Linked DNA regions of Danio rerio: region 2 is linked to region 1. Evidence: chromatin contacts called from public Micro-C data. All regions are on one chromosome and are shown on one strand. The core of a region is the stretch at or near the end of the contact, and the rest is flanking DNA. Distances in the headings are between cores, read along the strand shown.

Region 1 (3,300 bases), core at 295-2,794:
AATGAGGGTGAGTTGGTCACTAGTGGGTGTGGCTTTCCCCCCTCTGATGACATCACAAAGTGAGAATGTCCATCAAAGTATTTTTGCAGACTGTTCACATTAAGTCTGATTATAAAATAACTTTTTACCATTAGAAGCTGCTTATACTCACACCGGCCATGTTTAAACCCCTTATAAAAGGTGATTTTTGCATAATGGGTGCTTCTCATAACTTCAATTGTATAATAACGAACACTCAATGGCTGTGATATTTTTAAAGCATTTATTTTCTAACTCCCACAGTCCGTTTAAGGCTTGATTTCTGCCCGCGAGGACGCGGATCATCAGTCCGCAGCTGCTCTCAGGCTTTTACAGCTGTGGACATCATTAACGTCCCGCTGGGCAGAAAAACACACTTATATACAGCACAGTGAGAGAAAACCACTGCCACAAACATCAGCGTCTCTCTGCACTCAAAACGCCAATCACATCCAATCACAATGCCCCGTGTTGACAGCAGATCGAGCTATTTTTAGGGTCCGACTCGGTTTCTCACGCTCTCTGTAAATCCGGCAGTTCTCAGATGTTGTTGTCTCTACAGGTCAGTGTGTTGGGAATCTGAAGGCTCCGTCGTCTCGGGGGCCGCCGTGCTGGATTGCCGGCCCTCAAAGGGACTGTCTTTTGCTGGAGAGAAGCGAAACTCCTCGGGCACTTGGTCTTCAGGATGATCCTTTTTATAAAAGCCCAGCTCGGCCAACAGTTTGTTAATCTCAGCGCGAGTCATTTCAGATAATGGGATCCTCTGGAAGACAAACACAGCCGCATTTATTAAGGGGGAAAGGAGAGAAGTTTCATTAAAAAAAAAATACATTTAGCAACAACAATCTCACCAATTTATTGTAAATATTATCGTTTTTAACTTTACTATAGTAAAGTGTATTATACTGTATATATTTTAGTACTTAAAACTCTTTGTAAATAATGCCACAGCATACTGAGGTGTAGTGAACTGATTAACTAATAAACACCGTAGTATACTTTAGTTTCCCCTGCTGGTTTTAGAGGGGTTTTGGCCACTTCCAAGCTGGTTTCCAGCCATTTCCAGCCTGGTCTTACCTGGTCAGGCTGGGAGATGACCAGCTAAAACCAGCTTGACCGGCCAAGCCAAGCTGAGAGTCCAGCCAAAACCAGCTATATCCAGCTTAAACCAGACTGGTCAAGCTGGTTTTAGCTGGATTTGGCTGGTCATTTTCCAGCCTGACCAACTAAGACCAGGCTGGAAATGGCTGGAAACCAGCCTGGAAATGGCCAAAACCCCTCTAAAACCAGGCTGGTCAACCAGCTAAAACCAGCCAATCAGCCTAGGCTGGTTTAAGCTGGATTTTTCAGCAGGGTCTACTACAGTAAACCGCTGTTGTGCTGTTGCAAACTAGTTTGAGCCATTTAATTATTACTTTAGTTGTTATACAGCAGAATTACCACAACAGATTCATTCAAGTGCCATTGTAAGGTTAAAACGCTGAAGTATTTACTGTAGTATTTTCTCATGTGAGATGTAACTTTCGCGCCCTCTAGTGGTTGAAAATAACATCGGTTTTGGATGCGCCTCGGCTCTGCAGGGATTGTACACTGCATTTATGTTTCTTCAACCGGTAATTTCCCTGAGGTTTTCACTTTTATATGTTTTATGGACCGCTTTCTTTGTTGGTTGTGACCTGTGACAAGACGCTAGGGAAAATGGCGTCCGGTAGTCAATGTCAGTTTCCCGCGAAATCCGTCCCGACACCATTTAAATCTAAACATTTGCTGTAGTAACGTTTATCAACGTTTATTCGAGCACAGACATCATTTGGATTGCAGTATTCACTCTGCTGCTACTCGGTTATTGATATTATGTTCAAGACCCTTCGGAGACCAAAAGAAAACTTGAGGGTTAAACTGAATGGAAAACGCTTTACAAAAATACAGGTATGTCTGTTGCGCTTTAATTAAAATCAATAAGGCACCTGAAATATTGCACTAACATGATTTTATCGGCAAGCGTGTGAAATCTGGACACATTATTTTATTAATAATCATTCATTCAATCATTTTCTTTTCGACTTTGTCCCTTTATTAATCTGGGGTAACTACAGTGGAATGAACCGCCAACTTATCCAGCATATGTTTTACACAGTAAATGCCCTGGGAAACAATCATACACTCATTCACACACATACACAAGGGCCATTTTAGCTTTCTCATTTCACCTATACCGCATGTCTTTGTGGGGGAAACTGGAGCACCCAGAGGAAACCCACGCCAACATGAAGAGAACATGCAAACTCCACACAGAAATGCCAATTGACCCAGCCAAGGCTTGAAACAGCAGCAACCTTCTTATTAATAATAATAATAATAATTTGTTGTAGTAGAAATAGTAAGGATTTGAAAGAACTTTATATAAAATTTCTAATATAAATTATATAAAAATCTGAAAACCAAATACTCAATGGCTTTAAAATGTAATGCATGTTATTTTCTGTTATATTCTACTCTGCGAACACCACACGTGCAAAAAGAAAAAAACTATAAATGTTGTGTGTAGTATACAAAAGTAAAAAAGTAAGTGTTTTGAACCATATTAGTGTATACTTGAGCTGCACGATATTGGAAAAATATAGCATAATTTTTTTTATTCTGCGTTTTTTATACATTGCGATATACATTCACTAGAGGAGATGAATAACTATTTGGAAGCATTGGGAATCAAGAATTGATTGGGATGATTCTGTACGGGAGTACATATGCATAAAATACAAGAAACAATCTTGAAGCGTAGATAAATTCAATTAAGAAAAAGATGATTAAATTAACAGCGTTTGTTTTACGATGAGTTAAACTATTTATGTATAATGAAAATGAATAAAAGTAAAATGATACTGTCTTTGTTTTATAAACGATTCAATCGGTATTAATTTGTCGAAGAAAAACACTTGCGAAATTATAAATTATAATCCCGACTCAACAATGCGTTTGCTAGCGATGTGACTACGGCGAATGATCACATTGCGATATCAATGCTGAAACGATATATTGTGCAGCCCTAGTGTATTGAAACACCTCCCGGGAAGAATGCTCGGGCATTCTGTTGCAATGGGGAACCATCAAATTCTCTAAAACTACTTGGCAAGCTTACGATTACATTTTATATTATGAATAAACTATTTAGTTTAATTTCTAGATGTTCGGATCACACAAAATCTGCAGAAACTCACTGGTCCGAATTGTCATTCTATATCAATCGCTGATTGGCTCCTGTACTAGAAAGCCGCCTTTATT
Region 2 (3,300 bases), core at 472-2,971, 140 kb before region 1:
ATCAATTATTAGTGCGACCAAACAATGCCAGACAGACCCAGATAAAGCAGCACATTAGAGTCTCAGTGTTTTTAGTGCGATCATTTCCAAGTTTCAATAGTGAGTGGTTTATGTTTGTGCCTCATATATCAGTCTTCCTTAAATATGCTGCTTGAAAGAATTGCAGCTTTAATAACAACTTGCCATAATATACAATGCACTGCTTTTTCTGCCCACTCCCACCACTATATTAATATATGAACGGAGCTGGTGGGAGTGAACTGTTGTGTCTGAATGAGCTCCTGACGGGAAGAAGGAAGGGGAGGGGGGGGTCTGCTTTGTTCTGCTTTTCTTTTTGGATATAACTTCCTCTTGCTTTATTTTTATTTTGTCACTTTTCTCTTACTCTGTCATTCATTTTGAACGTATTATTTTTCGCTTCATTATTTTTGTTTGTGTTTTATAGAAGAGCTTTAGGTTTTTAATTCACATTATCTAAACAAGATCTGAACAATTGTAATAATCTAGTGCTGGTGTATCTTATTTCATATATATATATATACACACACACATTCATGTATGTGGGCGGAGTAATACACAGAGGTGATGAGACCTTTGTTTGATGTTACTGGCAAAATATCGCACCGGCTATCAGCCAATTAGATTAAAGAACCAGACAGAACTGTTGTGTGTATACACACACACACACTCATCGGCCACTTTATTAGGTACACCTGTCCAACTTCTCTTCAATGCAAATTTTTAATCAGCCAATCACATGGCAGCAACTCAATGCATTTAGGCATTTAGACATGGTCAAGACGATCTGCTGCAGTTCAAACTGAGCATGAGAATGGGGAAGAAAGTGGATTTAGGTGCCAGACGGGCTGGTCTGAGTATTTCAGAAACAACATGAAATCATGGATCCATCCTGCCTTGTATCAGTGGTTCAGGCTGCTGGTGGTGGTGTAATGGTGTGGGGGATATTTCCTGGGCACACTTTGGGCCCATTAGTACCAACTAAGCATCATGTCAACGCCACAGCCTGAGTATTGTTGCTGACCATGTCCATCCCTTCATGACCACAGTGTCCTCATCTTCTGATGGCTACTTCCAGCAGAATAAAGCGCCATGTCATAAAGTGTGAATCATCTCAGACTGGTTTCTTGAACATGACAATGAGTTCACTGTACTCAAATGGCCTCCACAGTCACCAGATCCTCAATCCAATAGAGCTCCTTGGGGATGTGGTGGAACGGGTGATTCACATCATGGATGTGCAGCCGACAAATATGCAGCAACTGCTTGATGCTATCAAGTCAATACGGAGCAAAATCTCTAAGGAATATCTTTTAAGTTCCTTGTTGAATCTCTTGCCACGAAGGATTAAAGCATTGAAGGCAAAAGGTGGTCTAACACGGTACTAGTAGGGTGTACCTAATAAAGTGGCCGGTAAGTGTATATTATATATTAGAACAACCTTTTATTTTATTAATCTTTGCCCAGCTCTAATAAAAATAATGAATCCAAAGCTCTGATCTATTTTATCTTACAGAGTCTCGCCCTAATTATATTAAGGATTTTTATAGTATTGTTTACATATTTTTAATGAAGTGACGCCACGCAAAAGCGCCACCTGCCGCCCCCGCGAGACTGTTGTCATGGTTCCCAGTGTCGCGGGCAGAATGGCGCCCTTCAATGAGCGCTAAAACACCCGGGAAGAAGCCGTTTACAAGCCATAATTCAGCAGACAACACTGCAGTCCCAAAACACAGCCCGACATGACGCTGATAATGTGCGCAAACCCTCCAGTTTAACAACAGAGAGCTTCCAGAACGGCACAGAAATGTCTTCTCCTTCACCTTCTTCTACGCTGAGTGACTCTGGCTTTGAAGACGAGCTCCTCTGTTCTCCAGTCAGGTGTGCATCAGACTCACAGGTGTGTGATTATGAAGACTCGGAGACCTGCTTCATCATCCAGAGACTCAATCAACAGCAGTTTCTGGCGCTCAACTGCCTCTCAAGACAACCGCAGGTCAGATAAACATAAGTTTTGACCGACTCAATCCTTATTTTCTTATTTTAAATCTTTTTAATTCTCAGTGTAAACATCCATTTCTGATTTAGGATGAGGACTAGCATTACAGAGGATAATAATGACAAGTGCTTACGCTTATTTTAGTGGAAAAAACAGTGTTTTCACTGTTTCTATTCCCAAATTCTTAAATAAATAATAAATATTTCTGAGTATAAGCACTCTTTATACTGCTTTAGGATATATGGAGGATGATAATGATTAGCTCTTATGCTTTCTTGAGTGGATAAACAGTATTTTTGACCGTTTTGATTCTTATATTCTTAATTTAACTTAGCTTAAACACTCTTTATTCTGCTTTAGGTTGAGGACTTGCATTACAGAGGATAATAATGATTAGCTCTTATGCTTTTTTAGTGGAAAAACAGTATTTTTGACCATTTCTATCCTTAAATTCCTAATTAAATTTCTTTATATCAGTATTAACATTCTTTATTCTGCTTTAGGATATACAGAGGACAATAATAATTAGCTCTTACACTTTCTTTAGTGGAAAAACAGTATTTTTGACCATTTCTATCCTTAAATTTTTAATTAAATGTCTTTGTCTCAGTATTAACACTATTTAAACTGCTTTAGGATATATGGAGGATGATAATGATTAGCTCTTATGCTTTCTTGAGTGGATAAACAGTATTTCTGACCGTTTTGATTCTTATATTCTTAATTTAACTTAGCTTAAACACTCTTTATTCTGCTTTAGGTTGAGGACTAGCATTACAGAGGATAGTAATGATTAGCTCTTACGGTTTCTTTAGTGGAAAAACAGTGTTTGTAGCCATTTCTATTCTCAAATGTCTTTCCTTAGTTATCTGTATTCAAATAAAATACATTCAATTGACAGCAATGTAATTTAATTAAATTATTTAAAGAGATAGTTCGTCTAAAATAAAAATTACTGCCTTTTTTATTTCGTCATTTGAGTTTTTCCTTCTGTTAAACACAAAAGATGATATTTTGAATGGGAGTATGGACGTATTATTATTATGTAAGTATTTTTTGAGTTTTTATATCTTTATTAGAAACTCAAACAGGTGTTAAACACGCTTTATTCTCCTTTAGGATGAAGACTAGTAATAGAGAACATGATAAAGACTAGCTCTCATGCGTTCTTTAGTGGAGAAACAGTATTTTTGACCGTTTCGATTTTTAATTTAACCTATTATAAACACTCTTTTTACTTCTTTAGGATGAGGACTAGCATTACAGAGGACAATAAGGATTAG

What was found. Hi-C and Micro-C count contacts between places; a contact is called where the count stands out from the background.
Region 2: a contact with region 1 is called in a Micro-C map of caudal fin, with 9 times the contacts expected there. The contact joins the promoter of ccno here to the promoter of inpp5jb in region 1. A contact is called at or near these places in 2 of 18 Hi-C or Micro-C datasets (caudal fin and an unstated tissue).

What each region holds. Positions count from the first base shown.
Region 1 is chr5:75,303,849-75,307,148 of GRCz12tu, reverse strand. inpp5jb (inositol polyphosphate-5-phosphatase Jb) reads left to right here and starts at 1,544. Exons shown (of 14, transcript XM_073951682.1): 1 at 1,544-1,947. It overlaps selenom (selenoprotein M), which reads right to left. Exons shown (of 5, transcript NM_178286.4): 5 at 249-781. The coding sequence ends at 575.
Region 2 is chr5:75,443,791-75,447,090 of GRCz12tu, reverse strand. It overlaps ccno (cyclin O), which reads left to right and starts at 1,721. Exons shown (of 3, transcript NM_001386810.1): 1 at 1,721-2,014. The coding sequence starts at 1,826.